Regions from separate parts of the Triticum aestivum genome. Here region 1 is linked to region 2. Evidence: chromatin contacts called from public Hi-C data. All regions are on one chromosome and are shown on one strand. The core of a region is the stretch at or near the end of the contact, and the rest is flanking DNA. Distances in the headings are between cores, read along the strand shown.

Evidence for each region. Hi-C and Micro-C count contacts between places; a contact is called where the count stands out from the background.
Region 1: a Hi-C map of leaf shows a contact between it and region 2, with 4 times the contacts expected there. The contact joins the promoter of LOC123078742 here to the promoter of LOC123078740 in region 2. A contact is called at or near these places in 2 of 5 Hi-C or Micro-C datasets (both in leaf).

What each region holds. Positions count from the first base shown.
Region 1 is chr3D:338,727,186-338,732,711 of IWGSC CS RefSeq v2.1, reverse strand. It overlaps LOC123078742 (mitogen-activated protein kinase 8), which reads right to left and starts at 2,876. Exons shown (of 11, transcript XM_044501345.1): 1 at 2,466-2,876; 2 at 625-1,033. The coding sequence starts at 2,504.
Region 2 is chr3D:338,266,868-338,272,094 of IWGSC CS RefSeq v2.1, reverse strand. It overlaps LOC123078740, which reads left to right and starts at 1,557. Exons shown (of 7, transcript XR_006437630.1): 1 at 1,557-1,746; 2 at 1,904-2,781; 3 at 2,866-3,018; 4 at 3,162-3,374; 5 at 3,468-3,666; 6 at 3,748-3,993; 7 at 4,112-4,779.

The DNA of each region.
Region 1 (5,526 bases), core at 1,627-4,126, 460 kb before region 2:
CTGATAATGTTAGTAGCTCAACAATGGATAGTGGAAAATAATCATGATGACATTAAAGGTAAATACAAAGAAGTGTACATTTCGCAACAAAAAGCATGAAACAAAGTGGGAGATATTTTTCAGGTCAATGAAAGGCCAAATATCAAAATCATCAGAAGACAAATGATCAACAAGAACATAACTAATGTGGGACAAAGGACAATTTTCTCTAAAATATGGCGGCCATGGTTATTGGGTTAGCACTTGGTTAAAAAAGGCGCGCCTAAGGCGGGTGCTTAAGCACGCCTAGGCTCTAGGCGATAGCAAAATGCCTAGCGCTTAATTGTGGTTAATGTGCGTATAGTTGCGCTTAAGTGTATGGTTTGCTCAGAAAAGCACAAGGCGGTTGCAAAACGCACAATTAACGCCTAGTGCCTTTTTAACTTTGGCACTAGAGTGAATTTTATGTGTGAGTGCATTTCTCCAAATTGTGTATGCTCCACATGGAGCGGAGCAAAGCATCAGCAGCGAACTACAGATAGGGTATGGATAAAATACCTACTCCTGGATATTCAAAAAAGATTATAGGACGACAATAGAGAACTGCATACTAACTCAGATCTCAATTTGAAAAAAGTAGCATACCGGTATGAATATATTTCAGTGCACGAAGCATCTGATAGAGAAAGAACTGATGGTGTTCTTTGGTTAAGTCATCATTGGCCTTGATGACTTGGTGGAGGTCTGTATCCATCAGCTCAAAGACGACATAAATATCCTTGAAATCCCTCCTTGACGGAGGCAACATTATATGCCTGATCTCAACTATATCAGGATGTCTCAATAGGCGGAGTAATTTGATCTCACGGAGGATCCGAGCAGCATCAGATAAATGCTCAAAGATATTGTGTATTTTCTTGATTGCCACCTTGTCGCCAGTATGTTGGTCAATAGCTGAACAAACGACACCGTAACTCCCTTTACCGATGACTTCCTGAATTTTGTATCTATTAGCATCGCCATATTCACTGAAGAAGTCCATCTCCGATGAACCCTGAGAGAAGTGGAAAAAAACAGAGTTAATACTGCGCAATGGAGAACCTTTCCACAACTGAAACAAAAGACACGCATACAGAAAAGAAGGCCCAATTTACTGAGTAATATCTGCCTCAAGCATTGAGCTCAATGTCAGATGGCCCAGCCTGCCAGCAAATAAACTTAGTAAAGGACCAGAAAAGGTTCGGCTCATCCTTTGGATAAACCCCAGGTGATAATACATACTAGCCACATAGGCTCTCAATGAAACAACTTAAAGGACAAAAAGAAGTTAAACCCAGGTTTTCCACCGCCCAAAAAAATTCCTCAATACAACAGTCAAATTTTGTATAAAGGCCACTTCATACCGAACAGACCACTGAAACAGCAGACTTGTAATCTGCATCCAACTGACTCACAGAGTTGTATACAGCACAAAAAGTTGGATTCCGTAAGCTTCTGGATCACGGTGCGCAAAGACGGTAGCTACAACTCCCTGTCCGATGCAAAACTCCTTGGCCTCCAGCAATGAGGAAAACAGCGCTTATCGAGCACAAAGGGCCCAAGAATGACTATTTAAGGATGTGTTCTTGGGCATAAAACCATCTATATCAATATCAATATGCCTTCCAAGTGGGCACAGAATATGACAACCTAACCTAATCCACTGAGACAATTAAGATGATTGGCTATAACTTTTTGCAAGAAAAAAGACGGTAAGAAGACCACAGATTTGGGTTGAGTTGAGATAAACATATCTACTCAGCGAATCTAATACCGCATTTGCGTTTGTGGCACCTCTTAGGTTGCATCTGAATCACCCTTTTTTTTTCTTTCCCCTGGTGTAGATTACAGGAGTTGAAAAGGCCTCAGTAATCCTTTACGAAGCAACGAGTACTCAACTACTAGCATGGAATGGAAAAGTTAGAAAAGAATACCATTTCCTTTATAGAGGGACAATGCAAGAAAAGACGCAGCCCAACCGCAGAAGAAGATTTCAGGAAAGCACCCACTAGGGAAATCCAACAGAGAACCTTGTGTTAATAATTGAGGTGAATTGTGATCCAGAGACAGGAGTGAAAAGGATCCCTTTTTCGCGATAAGAAATGGAAGAAAATAATTCAGCTGGACTGCGAAGCTGAAATCAACAACCTCAACTTATACGGAAGGAAGGAATTGTCGACGGAAGGAGAAGAGAAGTTGCAGGACACCAATGGCAAGAGATAATTCTGACGGGCGTGCGCGGCGGAACCCCCCGGATCCCACGAGCCCAGTGCCCCCTCCTCATCAAATCAAAAAGAAAAAAGAATCCTCCCCCGAGGCGAGGTAGGTTCATCCAACCCGCCGGACGAACCGACCGATCTCGAAGCGCCAACAACCCACACGGGCACCGAAAGGCAGCCAACCACCCCGCAACAAACAGCAACCCCTGGCGTGGCGCACGGTCTCACCTTCCTCCGCTGCTGCTGCTGGTGCTGGTCCGGCTGCATCGCTCACCGCCGCTGGTCCGCCGGCGAATCAAGCCGCATTTGTCACCGCCGGCACGCGCGCGCGAGGGAGAGATCTCTGTCTGTCCCCGGGCCGGTGTGGCGGGTCGGGCGGATCGACGATGAAACGAGGGAGCGCAACCCCAACCCCAACCTGAACCGGAACGCTCGTGTCTTGTGGCCCGGCTCGCTGCGACTGAGCAACTCGCGGGCGAAGGGGGTGTGAGTTGTTGTGGCGTTGGTTTCGTCCTGTGGCCCGGTGGGGGTGGGGCAACGCAAAGGGCAAACCCAAACACAAGGAGCTCCGTGCCTCCTCCTCCTCCTCGTCTCGTCTCGTCTCGTTCGTCTGGTGCGAGCGATCGGGTTCGTTCGGGGAACCACTGACGGGCGGGCGGGCGTTAAAAAGAAGTGCTTGCTTGTTTTCTTTCTTTTGACAGCCGCGCGGCGGTGGGTCACCATGTGATTGACGATGTGGATGATTTTATGGAGATCCGTTCCGCTCCGGTTGAGTTTGGAGCGGCGTGGCGTGGTGGCCAGGCATGCGTTTTTCTGGCTTGGCCGGCGCGAAGACGGCGACCGGCAAAACCACCTCTCTTTTTTTTTTTTACTAATAACACACTTTTGTTCAGCTTGCGTGCTTATTTTGTGGCGACTTGCATCAGTCACATGGCCAGCCACGCCAATATGGGGATGTGCGTGGAACGCAAGTTATTTTTATCTCAACCCAACGGCTTTTCCGCACCTTTTTCTATCCCAACGGAGTACAGCAGTAAAAACGAGTAGCGGCTCGGTTCGCGTGGGAAGTTTCGTGCGCTGAGCCGAGCCGTGATATGATAAGATACCGCAATTATCTTATCGGTTGGTGGATCTGGATTTCTTCCATCTCATCTCAACAGTATTCATAGCAGCAGGATAAGGTCTCACCGACATACGTACATGACGCCAAATAACCTAATCGGATCTCGCATGTGCTGTGGTGTTAATCACCCATCTTCTTTTCCTTTCTTCATTTCCTACCCATGTGATCGTCTTTTTATGTGAGGGAATCATGAACAGCATCAGCTCATCCCTCGCCTACTAAAATGCTTCGAATTTATTCAACTTTATCCACTGTCAACCAGGTCGAAATGTTCCTGCCTACTACTCTCTACTACCTCCTTTTGGGTTTACTAGTCCACATAGTATTTCCGGTCAAACTTCGACCACATGTTTGGCTAGTAAGATGTTAATGCATGTCACAACAAATTATAGTGTTGGATTCTTCTTTGAATGTACTACATCCGTCCTGATTTATTAATCCCCTTTATATTTTGTCCCGAACGTAGATGTAACTATAAAATATAAGTTGTATGTCATTAAATTTTATTGTTTGATTCATATTTGAAAGAGGTTTCCAATGATACTATTTTTGTGGTATATAACTTACATTTTGATAGCTAAATCAATTGTCCAAGTTGTCCAAAAATACAATGGGAACTAATAAATCCGGACGGATGTAGTAGTTTGAAATGAACTTATATATTTTACTAATAATAGTTAAATGTATGGTCAATATGACTCATGATATGAGGGGACTAATCATCCCGGATAAAGGTAGTACTCCCTCCGTCTCAAAATGTAAGATGTTTTTCCATACTACCAGAATGCGAAAAAACGTCCTACATTTTAGGACAGAGGGAATACTAGATAAGATTCAAATCACCATGAAGTTTCATTTCGAAGTACGGAAATATCACTACCATACCAACAGTACGTGTTAAATTCCCTGGAGTACTTTATTTATCTCTCCAAGTATTAGGTCTCGTTGCTGCTCAACAACTCCAATTGACGTCCCAGCTAATTTACGTACCGAAATTGCTGCACGTACGACGCTTGGATATACGATTTTGTACGATTCCTGATCGGGTGGTGGGCAGCGGCTTGCTCTGACAGTGCCGTATGAAAATCGTATGGAAATAATCGTACGCATAGCAATGCTCTTTACGTACCATGCACGACATCATCTGAGTTATTATTGCATCATATAATAATGCATAACTAGCTGGACACGGATTTGATGAGCATGGTTTCACGCGTGCCCTTATGAATAGTATATTTTAAAAATACTAGAATAAATAAATCTGTTTTTTAATATATATAGTCAATTGGTGTACTCGCGTATGAAGTTTCACAAAGAAATCACATCGGCGATAATCTGGGCAATGACAAAACCAAAACTATAATAAAAAATACCGTTTCATGAATATTATGGCCCCAGTTGTACTTTCTTCACTAAGAATATCATGTGTGTCAATACATCACCAAACTTCACATGTGAGTAAAATGGTTGACTAAGTTTCATACCCTAAAATTTCAGAATTTTTAAACTTCTCTTATTTTTTTACTCCTACTTTGTGGTGGGTTGCCTCGCGAGGAGGTTGAGGATGAACTAGTACAGCGGATGAGCTGCCTCGGGAGAGCTCAGGATCAGACTAGGGATCGGAGGTTTCGACCCCTCTCTACGGTGGAGACTAGCCTATACTTATAGTGGCCTTGGCCCTCTTCCCTCATAGCTTAGGCGGGAAGGGATACCGCAGCGGCCAATTTTGAAGGGGGGCAGGAGTACACCCTATCCTGACTAAAGGTGGTCTTCGCCTGCAAAGCTTCTGGTCGTGACGCAGCTGTGGGCTCGGTGATGACCTCCGTCCTGCCGAGCCCGTGGTCTTGGTCTTGTTGCACCGGAATGGAAACCTTTGGGAATTCCTCGGAAACTCGTGCTTGTCCTTGCCTCCTTAGCACAGAAGTAGAAACTGTCCTGGCCTGCGCCCGCTGGCACCCTCCTGGCCTTGGTCGTCATGGCTCACGTCACCGCGAGCCTCACGAGGTGGGATGCCTGCATAGAGATATCCGCCTCTCGGGAGGCCGCTCTTCGAGAGGTCTTGATGTCGTTCGCCTTGCGAGGCGGGGGGGCCTCGCGAGGGTCTTGCTCGTGAAGCTCTGGAGTTGGCCCACGTCAGGCCATCAGTGAAGTCATGTGCTGGGCCGC
Region 2 (5,227 bases), core at 308-2,807:
GTTGGGAATCGATCGACGTATACCCGGTCTCCGCGAGGCGAGTATGCGCGATGCCTTGAGGCCCATCTTCGGCCAAAACCACATGGGCCATATACCCAGTGAATGTGGCCTCCGGACCCCGCGACCCATTCTTCTCTGGATCGGGCCCCAACGAGCCCACTAGCTCGTTCAAACGCTGCGATCTGGCCGTGCTAATCCCGATCTGGATCGCCGGAACCGCCGGCGGCAGCGGCGGCGCCGCCCGGCGTCCTTTCTTCTTTCCCACGACTCCGGACGGATTAGATCCATCATGGTTAGTTTAGGCAAACATACCTTGGGGATGGGCCCCTTCCATGGTCGAATCGCCGATGCCATCGTCCTCCGATGGACGACCCGCCGCACCATCTCCGTCTTCTCCCCGGAATGAAGCCCAGCTCTGGCCGGATCGTCCGGAGGGAGCACCTCCTCAACGACCACAGCCACCTCTTCCTCGTCGTAGCCGTCGTTGAAAAACTCGCACACCATGTCGGATGGCGTCAACGAGTGCATCTCCGACGAGCCGCCGCCCGCCTCCCCATCCTCGTCGTCGCCGTCCTCGTTGGCCAGCGCCCAGAAGCGCCCGTCGATCTGCCGCCGCTTGCACGTACCGAAGACCTGGGCGTGCGCCTGGGCGCCGACGACCCCCACGGTCGCCCTCGCCCTCGCCTCACGCATACTGAGGCCTATCTTTTGCAGCATGTTATGATCATGGATGTGAGAAAGAAACGAAATTATGGCGCTGTGAATCGATCGACGTATACCCGGTCGCCCTCGCCCTCGCCTCACGCATGTGAGAAAGAAACAAAAAGACTGGCGTGTCATAATAGGTGGCTTGAAGGGCATTTGGCCCGATCTTCTTCAGCCCACACGTGTGAGCGAAAATGCTTCATGCCTTATGTGTGGCACTTATCAGGGTTCATTTTTTTCCGAGACTGCCAGATTTGGAGGATCTAATCAAGACAGGTATACGGGATCGATCCTGAAAACCGACGGTTATTATACCGGATGACCCGGTTTGTAGGATCTGCTAGAGATGCTCTTATCATTTGGGATGCCCTGATATAGGTGGACAAACGGGCCAGGATAAAACGAGCAAGCCCGCGAGTACGCCGGCACGGCCCGCCATGGGCCAGGCATGACACGGGCTAAACGGGACGTGCCCGGCACGCGGCATGCATTGGGCCATGCCTGGGCCTGGAGCCTGGGCACGCGGGCCGGCACGTCACGGCCCGTTTATTTTTTTATATAATTCTTAATTTTTTTTATATATGTATACCTAAAATATAGTCCAATAGGCCTAAAAATCAGCCCAACATGCTGAAAATATGCGGCCCAGCATGCTAAACGGGCCAACGTGCTGGCCCGTTTACTAACTGGGCCGTTCCTGGCCCTGGAGGCTTAGCACGCGGGCCGGCACGGCACGGCCCGTATAGTAATCGTGCCCTGGCGGGCCATGCCGGGCCAGGCACGATTACGATGGGCCGACCCGTTTGGCCAGGTCTGTGCCCTGAGGGCTTAACCCCCACAAGTGTATGATCCAACAATTATTACGGTGGTTCTCCAACCCCCATCTGTCCACCCACCCTCCACACCACACACCCCTGCTCGCAACCCATGGCAATTGAGTTACGGAGAACTCAGTGAGGGGTGGTCACTGGCTCAAGGTGGTGAGTCGGAGACGCCGGCGGATCTGCTTCCTAGGCCAGTTACGGCCCCGGCCCCCTTCAGGTACTCACGGTCTTACGAATCGAAGTAGGTTCTTACTGCCGGGTATGAGAAATGCTCTCTGTCCATTTGTTCAGAGTTCCTCCTTACGTTATCAGCTAGTTTAAACTTGAAACCAATGGATCGATCACACGCCCACCCGTAAATCCTTTTTTTGCAGCGCCTTGTTCTAGAGGAGTAGGCAAAATTTACTTGTGTGCCGTCTGTTTGTTAGTTCATCACATGGTGGCGCCACTGGACCAGGCGGCACCGCATGCCACATTGGAACAAGATCAGCGAGACGCCGCCACAGCCACAGAGAATAGCGGCAGGGATCACGGAGCTGCCGACATAGCAGATGCTGATCCAGGCGAAGCAATAGGCGCTCCTGGATCCGCACCTTCTGTCACGTCAAGGATTTCGGTGCAGAAGGTGTGCTCACTCGTGGGCAAGTTTAACAAATTCAAGAGGGATTTGGTCGAGGAGATAGGCTTTGGTGGGATGCTGGGGATTCAGATGTTGGCAAAGTTGAATTTGAAATTCAGCGCGTGGCTAATGGAAAGAGTCGACGTCGAGTCGAGTACACTGAAAATAGACGAGCAAAGGGTTCTGCAGATCCAGGACCATGATGTCCAGAAGGTATTCAGTCTGCCATGTGGCACCAGATCGATATGCCCCGATACAACCGAGCCATCCGAAGCCTGCAAAGAGTTCATGCGAGCTTCTGCCTATTTGAGCAAAGGCGCGCATAGTCTAAAGGCCGCGGAGGCTTATCTCCTGAGAGATGACATCAATGCAGATTCCAGCAAGGTCCAGATAGATTGCTTCAAGATAGCCTTTGTTATTTTTGTTGTTGGGCACCTGTTGGCTCCATCGACTAAGCATGACTACATCACCATAGATTTCTGGGCTGCACTCAACGATATCTCGCAAGTTAAGGAATTTAATTGGTGTGCTTATGTACTCGAGCATTTGAACAGAGCTGTTGGGAAGTTGAAAACTGATATCCGCAACCGGAACATCACTGTACATCTTGTTGGCTGCCACCTGTTTCTTCAGGTCCTTGTTTCTTCCTATTATTTTTGTGTATCATAATTTTGTACAGCTCAGACCATAATATTTGAATGTGCAAATGTCGTGCAGGTATTCTACTTGGACAATCTTGATCTTGGTCCACTTTCCAAGACAAAAGACCATCTACCAAGGATTAGTCTTTTTGACTACGAGTCGGTTAAGAAGATGATAGAAGTGATCACTAGCAACGTGGACGGAGATACATCATTCGCTGGAGCTAGTGTGAGACCTCTCCCATTTAAATTTGCATACAGGCAGTATGTGCTTTCACAGAATGACAGAATAGTGTTCAGTTCAGTAGCTGAACACATGCAGTGGTCATGTACATGTTCATATTTTTTATCCCTTCCTGTTTGACATGCCAGTTTAGGCGCGCTCAAGATGTTTGCTACTCCAGAGTCCACTACGAAAGCCACACTCACCGACCAGATGTAGCTTCTGACCTGCCCCATCATGCCCCAGGTTTTGTTGGCACAAAGCACCAACACAACCCAATTACTCCCATGCTACGAAGCAGCTTCACTGAAACTGGACAAGAAGATTTCTCCAACCATCTCCGACTGAAATACCCGTCATTTGTGAGTCATTAGTTTCTTATTATTAGTTGTGATTTCTTCATGTTACATCGAATTGCGCTCCTTCTGTTTGTGTAACTAATAGTGCAAATGCAGGCAGACCACCCGCTTATGACCATTTTGGAAGAACATAATGCACACATGTTGGAAAATATATCTGAAATTAGGCGAAGTTGCGAAGTGGCGATGTCTACCTTCGCGGACAAGCTTCTGGGCTATATATCTGAGAACCGCTGTTGCTGCAGAGCGGTGGGACGAACCGATTGTTTACTGAGGTCGCCGCACACAATTCATGGTGGGAAGCACTAGAGCTTTTTTGTTTCAGGGTTTCTACCCACTCTTGCATAACTAACAAGCAACATTTTTGCTTCTCAAGGGAACACGCTTGGCACACCTACAACACGTCAATCCTGATTTTACTGGGGCACGATGTAGTCATAGGGTTTTAAACTTTTAATACATTAGCACTGTTCTTATGGTTCCCTGTTAGTTCACCACCCACCCCCTCTCCCCCAATTACGGTAGGGTACTGATTTGTTTTTCTCGTTGGGTGTACCAGAGAGTTCAACCGAGCAGAATTCACTCTCTCACAAACGGGATGCACCTGAGCCCACTGGAGCAGGTAGAGCTTGTACACAGCAGATTTCAGACAATGGTCCATTTTCATTATTAAGACATGACATAGGATACAAATTATCTTATCTCTTGGTCACAAGTCATGACACCTCTTTTTTGGGTAGGACATCACAAGAAGATCCGGGTGAACCAGCCTCTAGTTGAGACAGACCTTCAAGCAAGTATACCTGGATGCTCAACTAGCAACAGCCTACCCCGCAGTCCTTTACAAGTTGACATCAACCTGGCTGCACCGTAGTCCGGATGAGCGTCTGTATTTTGCGTTCAGCATCAACTTTCATGCTGTACGTAACACTGGATCAGCAGCCCTCATGTCATCAGAAATGTCCGTTGTCTTCGTAGCATAGTGTCTTAGGCTTTCATCACCAACTTGCACGATATATGTGAACTCTGATTGTTCACGGCTTAGTTTGCTGCATACGGTCTTAAGCGATCGTTTGGTGCGCATTCTCTAGGGTCCCGAAGAAATTCCCGATAATGCTGTAAACTCTAGCCAGGCTAACATGTTTCTCCCTGAGTTGCTTAACCAATTAAGTCTTTTGTGCAATTGCCAATGTCCCGGTGAGATTGCTAACACAACACCTCTCCGCAAGTTTGGACATGGTCAGCATGATTGAGGCTTATTCTGTGTTCACTAATGTACTGTCCACTATCATCGGACCTATCTTTATATTCTTTTCTTTCTTTTCTTTTTTGAGAAAAGGCCCAGCCTGCAATTATATTACCACTGAGGAGATAATACAATCCTCCATGAGGAGGGATTTAAGAGTGAGGGGGACATCTCCTATACATTTATAATCTCCATGTATTCTAGCAAGAGCAGCAAGCTCATGTGCTAGGTTGTTGCTGGATCTTCTCACGGCTTTGATGGTGACTTCACTGAACATTTTCATGAGGTCCCTACTGTCCGTGACAAGGGGGAAAAGGGCAGACTGATTGTGTAATTTGAAGTCCAGTAGTGCTGGAATGGATGCACAGTCCGTTTCCACACATAGAGGTCCGAGGTATATTTTACTTACGACAGAGAGTCCGTGTAATACCGCAGCTAGTTCGGCTTCTTCCGGGTCTTTGCACGACTGCAGACGATTTCCACCTGAGACCGCAACAAGCCCCCTGTAGTCTCTGACTATGAATCCAGCTGCGGACTCCCCCGTGCTCGGTATGAATGATGCATCAGTATTCAGCTTCCAGGTTCCTGCAGTCGGAGGGGGCCATCGTCT